4 separate regions of the Mus musculus genome follow, and regions 1, 3 and 4 are each linked to region 2. A link is a contact called in public HiChIP or PLAC-seq and promoter capture Hi-C data. All regions are on one chromosome and are shown on one strand. Each heading gives the region's core, a stretch centred on a gene start, on an enhancer-like site or on the middle of the called end of the contact. The rest is flanking DNA. Distances are from core to core; before and after follow the strand shown.

What was found. Promoter capture Hi-C pulls out the DNA fragments that hold promoters and counts their contacts. HiChIP or PLAC-seq counts read pairs in DNA pulled down with a chosen protein or histone mark.
Region 1: a contact with region 2 is called in an H3K4me3 HiChIP or PLAC-seq map of forebrain, with 6 times the contacts expected there. The contact joins the enhancer-like site here to the promoter of Tmem30b in region 2. A contact is called at or near these places in 16 of 39 promoter capture datasets (the 3T3-L1 cell line, 3T3-L1-derived adipocytes, the C10 cell line and 11 more), 1 of 15 datasets of contacts at CTCF or cohesin (the NIH/3T3 cell line), 47 of 484 Hi-C or Micro-C datasets (the 3T3-L1 cell line, 3T3-L1-derived adipocytes, the C2C12 cell line and 27 more), 23 of 115 datasets of contacts at active chromatin or transcription factors (T-cell acute lymphoblastic leukemia, acute myeloid leukemia, bone marrow-derived dendritic cells and 16 more) and 1 of 9 other capture datasets (embryonic stem cells).
Region 3: a contact with region 2 is called in a promoter capture Hi-C map of second pharyngeal arch cranial neural crest, with 7 times the contacts expected there. The contact joins the promoter of Six6 here to the promoter of Tmem30b in region 2. A contact is called at or near these places in 9 of 39 promoter capture datasets (the 3T3-L1 cell line, cranial neural crest, embryonic stem cells and 6 more), 2 of 484 Hi-C or Micro-C datasets (embryonic stem cells and nephron progenitors), 13 of 115 datasets of contacts at active chromatin or transcription factors (bone marrow-derived macrophages, craniofacial prominence, embryonic basal ganglia and 6 more) and 3 of 9 other capture datasets (adipose tissue, embryonic stem cells and macrophages).
Region 4: an H3K4me3 HiChIP or PLAC-seq map of stem cell-derived neural progenitor cells shows a contact between it and region 2, with 4 times the contacts expected there. The contact joins the promoter of 4930447C04Rik here to the promoter of Tmem30b in region 2. A contact is called at or near these places in 1 of 39 promoter capture datasets (hippocampal neurons), 1 of 484 Hi-C or Micro-C datasets (cortical neurons) and 7 of 115 datasets of contacts at active chromatin or transcription factors (craniofacial prominence, embryonic limb bud, embryonic stem cells and 3 more).

The regions. Positions count from the first base shown.
Region 1 is chr12:72,830,201-72,833,415 of GRCm38.p6, reverse strand. No RefSeq gene overlaps it. Among named protein-coding and RNA genes, the nearest start is that of Gm40441, 13 kb to the left of the region's middle. Within about 2 kb of position 1,370, at least 66 of the 459 cell types and tissues checked have an H3K27ac peak or open chromatin away from gene starts, as enhancers often do. A contact at or near this core is called in cerebellar granule neurons, cerebral cortex, cortical neurons and 5 more, where this site is marked.
Region 2 is chr12:73,544,931-73,548,390 of GRCm38.p6, reverse strand. Tmem30b (transmembrane protein 30B) reads left to right here and starts at 1,996. Exons shown (of 1, transcript NM_178715.3): 1 at 1,996-3,460. The coding sequence starts at 2,052. The coding sequence ends at 3,113.
Region 3 is chr12:72,938,253-72,941,322 of GRCm38.p6, reverse strand. Six6 (sine oculis-related homeobox 6) reads right to left here and starts at 1,441. Exons shown (of 2, transcript NM_011384.5): 1 at 696-1,441. The coding sequence starts at 1,267.
Region 4 is chr12:72,916,075-72,919,225 of GRCm38.p6, reverse strand. It overlaps 4930447C04Rik (RIKEN cDNA 4930447C04 gene), which reads left to right and starts at 1,461. Exons shown (of 18, transcript NM_029444.2): 1 at 1,461-1,518; 2 at 2,347-2,403; 3 at 2,496-2,552. The coding sequence starts at 2,355.

The sequences.
Region 1 (3,215 bases), core at 121-2,620, 710 kb after region 2:
ACCATATTATAAAGCATACAGGCTCATGACAGAGTTGACTCAAGTATTATTTTACGTCACAGGCCTTTAATCTCAGTACTGAGGAGATAGAGACAGCCAGGACTCTGTGAGTTTGAGGCTAGCCTGGTCTACAAAGTGATTTTCAGTACAGCCAGAGCTACTTAGTGAGACACTGTCTGGACAAAAAAAAAAAAAAAAAAAAGAAAGAAAAAAAAAAAAAAGCAAACAACGGTTTGGCTTGTGAGAGTGTGCTTATTCATTGTGGCTCTCTTTCCCAAGCACCCTTCAACAAGTACCTGGTGAAATACTTAGCCAGGGTGCCTCAGTGAACTGCTTGCTGTCAAGCCCAAAGCAAGGGAATCCGATGTGCAGAATTTTATTCTATGAGAATCAGTGGACAGGTTTCTCAGATCCCATGGCAAAGACAAGGAAGTCATTTCAATATGTCATTGGGAGTCAAAGATGGTAAGGAGGTAGCGAGGACTTAATGGGGAGGGGGCGTGTTACAGGTGGCAGGATGCATAGACTGTGGTGCTCATCATTCTTCAGATGACGAGGAGCTGAGAGGAGACTCTTGCCCGCCCTCAGTCATGCCGCCAGCAGGGAGTGCTCCGTGAAGAGCGTGTCACACACCTAGAACCTTCGCACAGATGGCAGCAATCTCTGTTCCTCTCTTTGGACAGCTCCCATCATTTGCAAGATAGCAGTGTGGCACCTTGATGCCTGTCCTATGTCTCTGATGCTCTTTGCAGCTCGATAATGACAGCAACGTATTGTTAGATCCGGCTCAGAGCCTTCAATTTTCTTTTGGCTCACCTGCCAAGCCAAACCCGACAGCCTGTCAGCCAAGAGGCTGCCCAGTATTATTTACTTGTATGATATTTCAACATTCCTGTTATGTAAAATAAATGTTAAAATGTATAGCTCTGAAAGTAACTCCCGTTATACTTTGTAAAATTTCACTATCTGCAAGAATCTCAGAATCCTAGAAAAAATAAGCCTTGGAACAGTTACCGATTCTTGATCTGTGTCTCGAAAAATTCCGGAAATGGTAGGAAATTCATTCATTTCACACAGCACCAGCACACAGGCCAGGTGAGGCTTCCTCCCGAGTGGCCATGAACTGGGCACTTAACCACCACGCCCTCCTGTAGTGGATACCTATTTGCCAAGGGGTATCACCTGTCCCCAGGAGCCCACGGCCACATCCGACCAGATCGGGGCGCAGGTGCAGCGAGGCGGTGACCTTGGAGAGACCGCGCCCTTCCTTTCTTGGCCCTGGCGATCTCCGGAGCCAGCCACCGCTGCCCTGAGCCCCGCAGGCGACACCCACGCCCGGCAGCCCCGCGCCGCGCCGCCGTCCAGGAGGATTTGTCAGCGCGCCCTATATAGCTGCAGACAGCTGCCATCTGTTATGTTTAGTAACACCACCCCGCGCCCCCTCCTCTGTGAACAAGCCGGCCTTGGCCATTCCGCCAAGAAGACAGTTTTAAAGGACGCTCAGTTGCAAGCAGGCTTCCCGCAGCGTGCTTTCTCTCTCGGCCTCCTGGGTGCTCCCGGTGCGGGGCTGAGCCCGGGCCTACAGGCAGGTGCTTACAGGAGCAGACACAAAGCTCCTCCCTTCCCTCCGTGGGTTCACTGGAGAGAAAAATCTGTGATGTGTGCACCATTTTAATGCATCGCATTTCAGTTCTGCAAATGCGAAGTGTAAATTGGGCTACAGTACGATGGTGAATCAGACCGGCCGTCATGATTAATTTATCACCGTGCTCCAGATATATCAGCTAAAATAATGTGAATTTAAAGCATCGCTTCCTCCTGCCTTTGTGCTTGCTGGCAAACGCGCGAAGGGCAGATCACTAGAGGAAAAAAAAATAATAAAATAAAATAAAATAAAATAAATTCACTCTCTTCTTGTAGCTTGGCAGAGCATGGACACAACTGAACACTTGAAAGCAGGCTCCTTCCACCGCTTAAAGCTGAATTTGTTAACTCAGGGTTTGTTTTGATTTTAATTAGTATGTGCCATGTCTCTCTTCTTCAGCCACACACCCTGAACTTCTGATTAACATTAATGTGAAGAAGTAAGCATTTTCCCTAATCAGGGAACCTCTGGGGTTTTTTGTTTTTGTTTTTGTTTGTTTGGTTGTTTGGTTTTTTCGAGACAGGGTTTCTCTGTATACCTGGCTGTCCTGGAACTCACTTTGTAGACCAGGCTGGCCTCGAACTCAGAAATCCACCTGCCTCTGCCCCCCAAGTGCTGGGATTAAAGGTGTGCGCCACCACACCCGGCTAGAACCGCTCGTTTTAAACTGCCTGATATCTGACATCACCCAGGACCTTGCTACTCAGGGCGACCCATGGAGACACTGCACAAGCATCGATTCTGAGACCTCAGGAAATGTGGCCTCTCAGACCTATATAGCTCAGACACAGCAAATGGAACAGAGGCTCATTCTAGACACCCTGCAGCCCCTGTGTTTTTAAATTTTGTTTCGATTTTAGAGAGAGGGTCTCAGTCTATAACATAGACTGGCCTCCTGGAACTCAGTAGGTAGCTCAAGCTGACCTTGAACCCAAGGTATTGCTCCCACCTCAGCCTTCCAAGCACAGGGATTGCAGGTATGAGCCACCACTCCTGAGTGAGACAGTTTAAAGTTTGAGAGGAATTCTTCTAGGTGTCAAAGCCACAGACCTCCAGCCAGGCCCCTCGGAGTGCTGTGAAAGCAATCCAGGTCATTTTTGGGTGGGACAGTCAATCTCTAAAGCCTGAGGCTCAGATGACTTTTATGTTCATGACATCACCCGAGTCTATTGAATCAACTGAACTGTCTCACAGTACAGAAGAGGCTTATCTGTTCAGTCACCCACGAGTTACAGATGCAAGAAAGCTTATTAATCGCAGTGTCTGCTTGCATAACAGCGCATCTAGTGCTCCAATTAGGAGGCTCAGCTTAGAGGAAGATTTCCTCTTTATGTAACATGCACGTTCATCCTTGGATTCCCGGCATGAGCAAGCCTCTTGCTGGCTATCAAAGCCATTCAAGTGACTTTATGAAGACAGTACCTCTCATTCAGAAGGATACAAAAGGCCGTTATGAAGACGTTCAGTGTTGTTGAGGGCTATTCTAGAGGACACTGTCTGACTCTCGGTTTGTCAATTAGAGGAAGGGGAAAACCTTGACAGAGTTCTGAAGAAACTCTTAACAGTCACC
Region 2 (3,460 bases), core at 747-3,246:
TTCCTGCAGCCAGGATCACACAGAAGGGTGAATCAATGACATGGGGTGGGTGGAAGTCTCCAGAAGGGTAAAGAGATCTGTCTATTCTTTTATTAAAAGATTAAAAGTGTTAGGGAAACTTTTTGACCCTTTGGGATTCGCTTTTGTGGGGTAGAGGAATAAAGGTAGAAGTGAGGACAGCTGTAGCATTCTCTAAGTTAGCACTTCCAAGCCATAGTCAGTCAATGGAACAAAATCAACCTAACGTCACTCTCATCCACATGTGATGTGACCACATGCCAGCTACTGGCTATTCTGTTCTTATTCCTATGTACTACGTGCCTGCCTCAGGTTTCTATTCCTGTGATAAAATACCAGGACAGAAAGCAACTTGAGAAGGAAGGGCTTATTTCAGACTACACTTCCACACCGCAGTCCATCATCAAAGAACTCAGGGAAGGAACCCGGAGGCGGGAACTGAAGCAGAAGTCATGGAGGAACACTGGCTTGCTCAGCATGCCCTCATCCCTTCTCCATGACCTCCCCGCCCAGTGGGGGCTCCGCCCACCGGGGGCCCCGCCCACATCAATCATCAAACAGAACAACACCCCTCCGGCTTGCCCACATCTTCTCCATGTGGTTCCTTCTTCTCAGATAACTCTAGTACAAACAAACAAACAAATAACAGCCGGAGAGTGCCTTATTAGACTACTAAGATTCCAGTTTGGCCTAATTGCCATTTCTTCTACATTGTTCGGCACAGGGCTGAAGACTTGGAAGACAACATTAAAAATATTTCCAACAGCTCTTAGTTTTCCAAGTCTCTTTGGATTTGGATAAACGGGTATGCACGAATAACAGAGAAAGCACTTAAGCTATTCACACTGTATGAGCTGCAGGAGTGTACTTCTGTACCTAAGGAAGATTCCATGCATAGCCCCCTGTGCCCTTGTGTATTCTAACCAACCCCGAGACAAACAAAAACAACAAACAAACCAGCCCCAAGGCCCAGGCTGGTTGGAGTTTTCATACAGCCTATACATCCTTCTAGTTCAACTAGGACCAAACACGCAAATGTCCTTGGCTGTGGATATCAGCGAGGCCCTCCAGGGCCTTGGGTCGGGCCTTTCTCTAATCAAGAAGATCTGAAAAGAACATCACATTCAGGCCACAGCATTTTTTTTTCTCATTGGTGGTTCCTCCCACCAGCTAGAGAAGACATTCAAAGGCTGCAAACTCTCCCAGTCATTGATTCTTAATAAATCATTTTATTTTTACAGAACTTTTCACCTTTTGTAGTTATTAAACCAGACTGGAGCATTTGGCTAGGAACTAATCCCCCCCTTACATAAAAAGGGGAGAATAAGAACTCCACGTTGAAATTGATACAGCTACCACAATGTAACTCCCAGGGCACTGTATTTTGTGCTTGAAAACTAAGTGAAACCCTACTTAAGACTCACCCTTTTCCTTAAATAACGAGGATTAACAGCCTTAACGAGGTAATAAATAATCAAGCCAACAGAACCCCACCCTGGAGCAAGCTCTGGGGTGGAACTTTCTTGTTTAAGTCAGGCTTGTGATCTGGGGAAAGTTGCTCGGGCCCTGTGGAAGGAGACAGGAACCTGACCAAAGAGATGACCCACTCTGAGCCCATCACTTGCCCACGGAGGAGCGGGAGAGCTGGGAGGAGGAGGGGAGGAGAAGTGGGAGGAGGGAGAGAAGGAGGAATAGAGAGGAGGAGGAGTCAGACAGGGAGGATCGAAGGGCCAGAGCCTGGTGTGGTGAGGAGCCTCGCCCTGCTCACCTGGGAAGGGCGCCATGCAGGGGCGGAGCCAGTCCCAGGTCACCTGGGCGGTGGCGGAACTGAGCAGTCCCGGGGCAGAGGCAGCGCGCCCCGCAATCGGCCTCACCTGCGTGGGGGGCGGGGCTGGCGCACCTGCGCGGGCGGGCGGGCTGGGGGCGGGGCCGGGGAGCAGCCGTCGAGCTGAGCAGGCGAGCGGAGGCGGGAGGCTCGCCGCTGATCCTGGGTTGAGAGTCGGCGGCCGCAGGCCCCGGCTGAGATCCCCGCCATGACCTGGAGCGCCACGGCGCGGGGCGCGCACCAGCCCGACAACACCGCCTTCACTCAGCAGCGCCTCCCCGCCTGGCAGCCGCTGCTGTCGGCGGGCATCGCGCTGCCGCTCTTCTTCTGCGCCGGCCTGGCGTTCATCGGCCTGGGCCTGGGCCTCTTCTACTCCTCCAACGGCATCAAGGAGCTGGAGTACGACTACACCGGCAACCCCGGCACCGGCGATTGCTCGGTGTGCGCCGCCAAGGGCCAGGGCCGCGCTCCGCCGCCCGGCTGCGCTTGCTCCTGGAGCTTTACGCTGCCCGAGCTCTTCCCGGGCCCCGTGTACCTCTACTACGAGCTGTCCAACTTCTACCAGAACAACCGGCGCTACGGCGTGTCCCGCGACGACGCGCAGCTCAGCGGCCTGGCCAGCGCGCTGCGCCACCCGGCCAACGAGTGCGCCCCCTACCAGTTCCGCTCCGACGGTCTGCCTATCGCACCGTGCGGCGCCATCGCCAACAGCCTCTTCAACGACTCCTTCTCGCTCTGGCACCAGCGCCAGCCCTCGGACCCCTTCGTCGAGGTGCCGCTCGATCGCACCGCCATCGCCTGGTGGACCGACTACCACGTCAAGTTCCGCAACCCGCCGCTGGTGAACGGCAGCCTGGCGCTGGCCTTCCGCGGCACGGCGCCGCCGCCCAACTGGCACCGGCCGGTTTATGAGCTCAGCCCGGATCCCAACAACACCGGCTTCATCAACCAGGACTTCGTGGTGTGGATGCGCACCGCGGCGCTGCCCACGTTCCGCAAGCTCTATGCGCGCATCCGCCAGGGCAACTACTCCGCCGGTCTGCCCCGGGGCACCTACCGTGTCAACATCACCTACAACTACCCGGTGCGCGCCTTCGGCGGCCACAAGCTCATCATTCTTAGCAACATCTCTTGGATGGGTGGCAAGAACCCTTTCCTGGGCATCGCCTACCTGGTCGTTGGCTCCCTCTGCATCGTCATGGGCTTTGTCATGCTGGTCGTCTACATTCGCTACCAGGACCAGGACGACGACGACAACGATGATGAGTGATCCTGCTTCCCAAGAAACCCTGCCTGCTTCTTGGCCAAGCCGCTTTTAGCGGTGGCCTTTGTTCCTAACACAACTTCAGGCCCACAGATCTGTTGTGGAAGATGGGCCTGGTGAAGGGAATTACCCGCCACGGGACTGTTCTCAGGTTCTGGACTGCAGAGTGACACATCTTGCCATTTTCCCCATCTTCTCCATGGCTTACCGACTTGACACGCCAGGTCCTTAAGATTCCTGGATTGGAACTCATTAAGACCAACAGCCAGGATCCCGATTTTGAGCCTAAACTTTTGTTCCTTCCTCTAGGCACACCTCCCTCCGCTTTCTGGGAGGGAGATATCAGATGGGGC
Region 3 (3,070 bases), core at 192-2,691, 610 kb after region 2:
GAGGATTGTCAGAAATCCTCCAGCGCAAAGCGGGACAGATAAGGCTTCAGGATACGAGATTCCTTTTCTAATACTACATCTCCCTATGGGTCATGCCTGAGGCTAGAGGATGCTTGAAGAGTTTGGGCCTGAGTTGCAAGCTCCAAAAGCTGGCGAATGAAAAGCATAGGCCGACTAGCTTGCTGGGTGGAGACAGGATAGTTGTCATGAGGAAACACGTCTTTCTGCCTCTTAGAATCTGAGACTCTCTGAAAACTGAAACCTTTTTCAGAGCATCAGGGAAGGATGCAGCCGGGATTTAAAAATAGAGCTAACTAAATAGGCTTCACTTGATGAGAGCCTGGGTCCATGCTAGTAAAAATTAGCTTTGGGCCTCTGGATTTCTGATTGATCCTGGGCTTTTAATCTTTCTCCCTCCCTCCGCCCCCGTTTCCCTAACTACAGCGACATTTTAGTTTGGTGACCCACATCAGCTGCTGCAGTGACCCCCAAAACCCCAAGAACCAGGGGGGGGGGACGGTGGGGAACCAGGAGCCTGCATAGGAATCTAGAACACAGTGGGCTCATAAACCCAAGACAGACTGCATTCCCAGCTCCCTTTGAATTTGGGTCCCTGGACACCAGGTAAGGGCCAAGAATGCCTCCTCCCGCCCCATCCCGGTGTGCACCAAGCCTAGAGGCCTGCTGGTACTGACCTGTTTTTGGCTGCAGCTGCCCGGTCTCTTTGTCTGCGGTTTTTGAACCAGTTGCCCACCTGTGTGGGGGTCAGTCCGGTTGCCTGGGCGAGCTCTCGCTTTTTGCTGGGGTTGGGATATGGGTCCTGAAGGTACCACTCTCGAAGCAGGTGCCGCGTGCGCTCCTTGAAGCAGTGAGTCTTCTGTTCGCCATCCCAAATGGTCCGCGGCAGCGGGAACTTCTTCCTTACTCGGTACTTGTCTACTGGCCCTAGGGGCCGTCCACGCAGCTTCTCTGCCTCCTGGTAATGCGCTTCGAGCCACAGCGCCTGCAGCTTGGCGTGCGATTCCTTAGTAAACTTATGATTTTCCAGGATATGATAAAGCTCGCGGTAGTTGCCACCGTGGAAAGCCACGATGGCTCTCGCTCGCAGCACCGACTCATTCTTGTTAAGGGCTTCACAAGCTGCTGGGGCCACGGGCAGCGACCATAGGAAGCGACCTAGGCGCTCCACGTCGCCGCTTTCCTCCAGGGTCTCACATACCCCGGCTACTTGCTGGGGGCTGAAATTCAAAATGGGCAGCTGGAACATCGAGGCTGCGCGGGCGCCCCGGGTGGGACACGCAGCAGATGCCCGCGGGCCGAGCGGGGTGCGGCTGGGGGTTACAGAGTCGGGGGGAGCCTTCCCGCCTGGAAGAGCTGTGGGTTGGGTTCGGCTGCGCTTGCTCAGCTAGGAAAAGCCAGCCAGCTAGACCGTGCCGCTACTGGGGTGGGCGGATTGGAGACGCGGGCGCCATGGAGACCCCCTGTCAGTCACTAGGCTGCTCTGCCAATCAAGGCTGCGACTAGAGCGCCCCGGTCGTTTCAGCACCTCCCCAGAATCGACAGCGCCCACGGTTTGCCGGGGAGACTGCTGAACCTGAAGAATGAAAAAAGAGGTAGGAGTGGCTGGAACGCACACGAAATCCGCAGCGTCTCACCCTCCGGGCTCCCCCTGTCCAGCCCCTCCCTCTTGTTTTCCCACCAGAGAGGTAGGATGCTGCAGGAATTCACTTTGGGAGCGATGCTATGCCGGGGTCGAAAGGACTCCAGAGGACAAAAGAGGACTGGGAGAAACAAACCCTTTGAGAAAGTTTAAACATAGGGAAGCGACAACCCCCCACCCCCGGGAAGAGCATGCACCAAAGGGACAGGGAGGGGAAGTGGATCCTCTCATTTTTTTTTTCCCCAGGCACCCATTCCTGCCTGTCTGCCGCTTACCATTTCCAGCTGCATAGGAAGCAAGCCGGGAACAGAAGGAACAGAACCACAGATCTGTAGTAGAGGTCAGTTTGGACTCTAACTTTGCTCCCTTCAAAGGTCCCTGGAACTGTTTTATATGGCGGCAAGGACACACAGACACACACAGACACACACAGACACACACACACACACACACACCATTTGACAACTAGGTGCTAATCACGGAGTCTAACTCCAAGAAATGCAAGCTGTAGGGGCTTCTGACTAAATAAAGTTATCCTTCATAGACCCCCTCTCTCCAGTTCAGTGGACTTGAACAAATGGGCAGCAGCCACATCTAGAGTGAGAAGCCATTCTTAGGTCAAGACAGCAACTTAAAAGCCTACTTCAAAGATCCTTTAAAAACAGATTTGATTCTCTCATGGCAGGCTGATTTTGCCTCTGTCTAGAACTTACAACTCCTGGGGCGGACATAGAAACCGTGTGGTTTTTTTTTTTTTTTTTTTTTTTTTTTTTTTTTTTTTTTTTTTTTTTTTAGATCAGAAGTGCCAGCAAGATAAAGTGCAGGCTGCATCCCACAATGCCGTGCAGTTAAGGTGGCAAGGTAGATTGGTCAGAGCCACGGGTCACTGACCCCTCCTGCAGAGAGCATGGGCCTTTTTTGGCACTCTGCCTTCTGGCCAATAGATTGAATTGGCAACATTTATTGATTCCCAATTGACATCCACATCATACCGCTTTCTGGGGCTTCCGTCGAGGAAACCACGATCTCATGTAGCCATGGACGGGGCTTATTAGTTGGTAGAAAGGAAACACTGGGTATAGGTGCCCCCCCCCGCCCCCCCCCCAAAAAAAATCAGACGACAAGGTTCATCCCTGAATTGGACTGGGGCTAGCTGTCTTTTCTTTAGTATCAAGTACACGTTGTATGCGGCTTGTACAGATTGAGTAAATCAGAAGGCAGATAGATAGCACAGATGGTTGGATGTGTCGGGTCAGATCACACCACGCCTGAGTGCAGGGTAAAGCTCGTTCTGACGGAAAACCCTGATATTATTTTCACAGATCTTCACAGTTCGCGGGGGGGGGGGGGGTAGCAGAGGGAAAGGGGTGGGGGGTGGGGGGGAAACCCTGCAACCATTCCTATCATTTC
Region 4 (3,151 bases), core at 212-2,711, 630 kb after region 2:
CATTTTGAGATATTAAGGCAGTAGGCATTTACCCTAACTCTAGTGTTCAGAAGTGGGGACTTTGGGGCGAGATTAGAATTAGATATAGTCACTAGAATGGGACCTTCATAACTGAATGTTGATAGATTGTAAAAAGAAGATGAGGGACCAGAAGAGACCCAGTACACATGGTTGATTGATATCTTGTGGTGTGATGCCTTGCACTGCGTTGGGACTTTATTGCCGAAAGAGTTATCACCAGATGTGGCCCCTCAGCCTTGGACCTCAGGAAGTATGAGCCAAAACACATGTCATTAGAACAAAGTTAGTAGTCCGTAGATTTTAGCAATAGACAGCGAATACATTAATGCGTTCAAGTTTCTATGTTACACACTGTAAATATATTCAAATTTGTATCTATATACAAATTGTAAATATATACAAATAAATTGTAAGTTACACTTTGGTAAACCTGGAAAAATAGATTCTCACATACACAGAAAAAAGAATAAAATTTCTAAACTCTTATATCATCAAAACTTATTAGCCTTGATGGTTTGGTATCATTAATACCAGTGAGTAATATAACGGGTTATAATAAAATTGATTATGTGTGTGTGTGCGTAATTTGAGAGATTTGAGAAAAATGCTGGATGCTTTTTTTTTAATTTAATTAATTTATGACAACACTTGTTGAGATGAGTTAGGATGATAATAGTACCATTTCCATTAGAAACATAGAACTGAGAAATGGCATAGCTCAATCAGTTCAGTCCCCATTACTAGTCGATTAAAAAATAAAAATAGACCCAATTTAGGGAATTTTTTTTTTCCTTCTGTATGTTCGCTTTGGATACACAAAGTTCAAATGCATAAATTACCTAGGGACAGTAGTTTTAAAAAGAAATTTTGTTTTTCTTGTGTTAATGTCCATTTTAGTGCTGATTTTCAAGCCATTTTGTTAGTGAGGCGAGGGTAGTGTTTGAAGAAAACTAGCCTGAAGAAAGCCGTTCCTGCCGGGCGTGGTTGCGCACACCTTTGATTCCAGCACTTGGGAGGCAGAGGCAGGCAGATCTCTAAATTCGAGGCCAGCCTGGTCTACAGAGTGAGTTCCAGGACAGCCAGGGCTACACAGAGAAACCCTGTCTCGAAAAACCAAAAAAGACAAAAGAAAAAAGAACGCCAGCCGTTTCTTCTGGCACCGCTTTCTGCATCCAGCACCCATTTTGGGATTTTTTTGACCGCTCCACCTGGGGGAGCGCCCCCCCCCCACCCCGCGTCAATGTGATCTCGCGAGAACTGTGGCCTACCACGTGGTGCGCGGGGTCTCTCAAGGCCCCAGCCAAAGGGCTTAGACTCTTAAACCTCAGAAGGTCTGGTGGTGTTCCCAGAACCCCGCCCTGGGGACCCGGGGACCAGCGGATGTCCGGGGACCCGTGGGGACCCGTAGGGACCTGTTAGGTGGGCCGGGGAGGGGAGGGGACGCTGGTGGAAGAGCGGTCTGAGGAGAAAGCTGCGGGTCTGAGGAGGAGGCAGCAGGTCTGAGGAGAGGGCAGCGGGTCTGAGGAGGAGGCAGCGGGTCTGAGGAGAAGGCGGCGGGTCTGAGGAGAAGGCGGCGGGTCTGAGGAGGAGGCAGCGGGTCTGAGGAGAGGGCGGCGGGTCTGAGGAGAGGGCGGCGGGTCTGAGGAGGAGGCAGCGGGTCTGAGGAGGAGGCAGCGGGTCTGAGGAGAGGGCAGCGGGTCTGAGGAGAAGGCAGCAGGTCTGAAGAGGCCGCCGCGCTCCACAGAGCCACGTGCCAGGGCCTGGCGCCAGGGACCAGGGCCTCCGCTGAGGGGAGCATCTGCGGAAGGGGCCATGCCCTTGGGCGGATTCCTGGCATGAATGCAGGAGTGGGGATGCGAAACCAGCCTGGGGCGGGCGGGGCTAGGACTGAGAGCTGTGGAAAACCTTAAAAAGCAAAAGAAAACAAAACACATGGCGGTCACTCGTCAACTTACACCATTTCTCTAGAGCCCCTTCCACGAAGGGCGCTAAGAGTTCCCCTACAGTTGACGCATAAGTTTTGGAATAGATCATAAGAAATCTAGATGTCTGGGTTCTAGTCGTTCAAAAACTCAACAGCAGTCACGAAGGAAAACTTCTAGAACTTTCCGTCTTGCGGAGCCCTTTGGGTATCCACTCAGTTGTTTATCTGGGCTCTGGAAGCGCTGGCTGGGAATTCAGCAGCTAATTGGAAGAGACTCCCTTCTCACCATGTCTTAATCCACTTACATTTTCCTTTTAAGAATGCTATACTAGAAAGGTTCTTACTTTATGTATGCTCTTTTATATATGGCTTCTGAAAGTTTTATTATTTATTTTACACAGTGTCCAAGATGAATGATAATCTGTTTGTCAGTTTGGACAGGCTTTTGTTGGAATTTGGTAGGTATAAAATGAAAATAAAGAAGAAATAGTAATTTGTATTAACATTTGACATTTAACCATGAAGAAAAATCTCAAATGTTTATTTTTAGTTTTCCAGTATGAGCAAGACATAAGTATTAAAGAAGATACGATTCAAAGAATTAATAGTAAGTAGTTTTGCATGAAATAAATATTTTAGTCTTTTGGTTTTATCTTATATAGCATAGTGCATAATTAAACTGCTTAGGGCAACTTGTATGTATGAGAGGGGGGTCTTTCTTTTGAGTAATGATGAGCTATTTATTTTAGGAGTGAATAATTGAAACAGTATTATAACAATGTTTGTATTCAACATCATTTTGTAAAGAATTTCTCAGAAATAGTCCCTTACATAAGCTCTTTTACCTTTCAAGTAAGAGTCATTTCAAATATTGGAATTTTTTTTTTCTAGAAATAATAAAAATCAGAGGTTGGCAAGTGGCACATTATCAGGAAGAATGATTCTTAAAAATAATAAGTAAAATAGCAGGGTAAATTAAATAAAATGGTTCAGTTCTAATTTTAGTTTTGAAAACAGAACTGTTAACTTTTTAGTATTAGTATTCTTTAGTATTATTATTAGTGTTCCTTAGTATTCTAAAAATGTTATTCTTCTGAAATCAAAAAGAAAATAATATATTAATAAATTATTTCAGAGATAGAGAGATGGTTCGGTAAGTAAAAGCACTTGTTGCTCTTGTAGAAGACTCAGGTTCAGTTTCCAGCA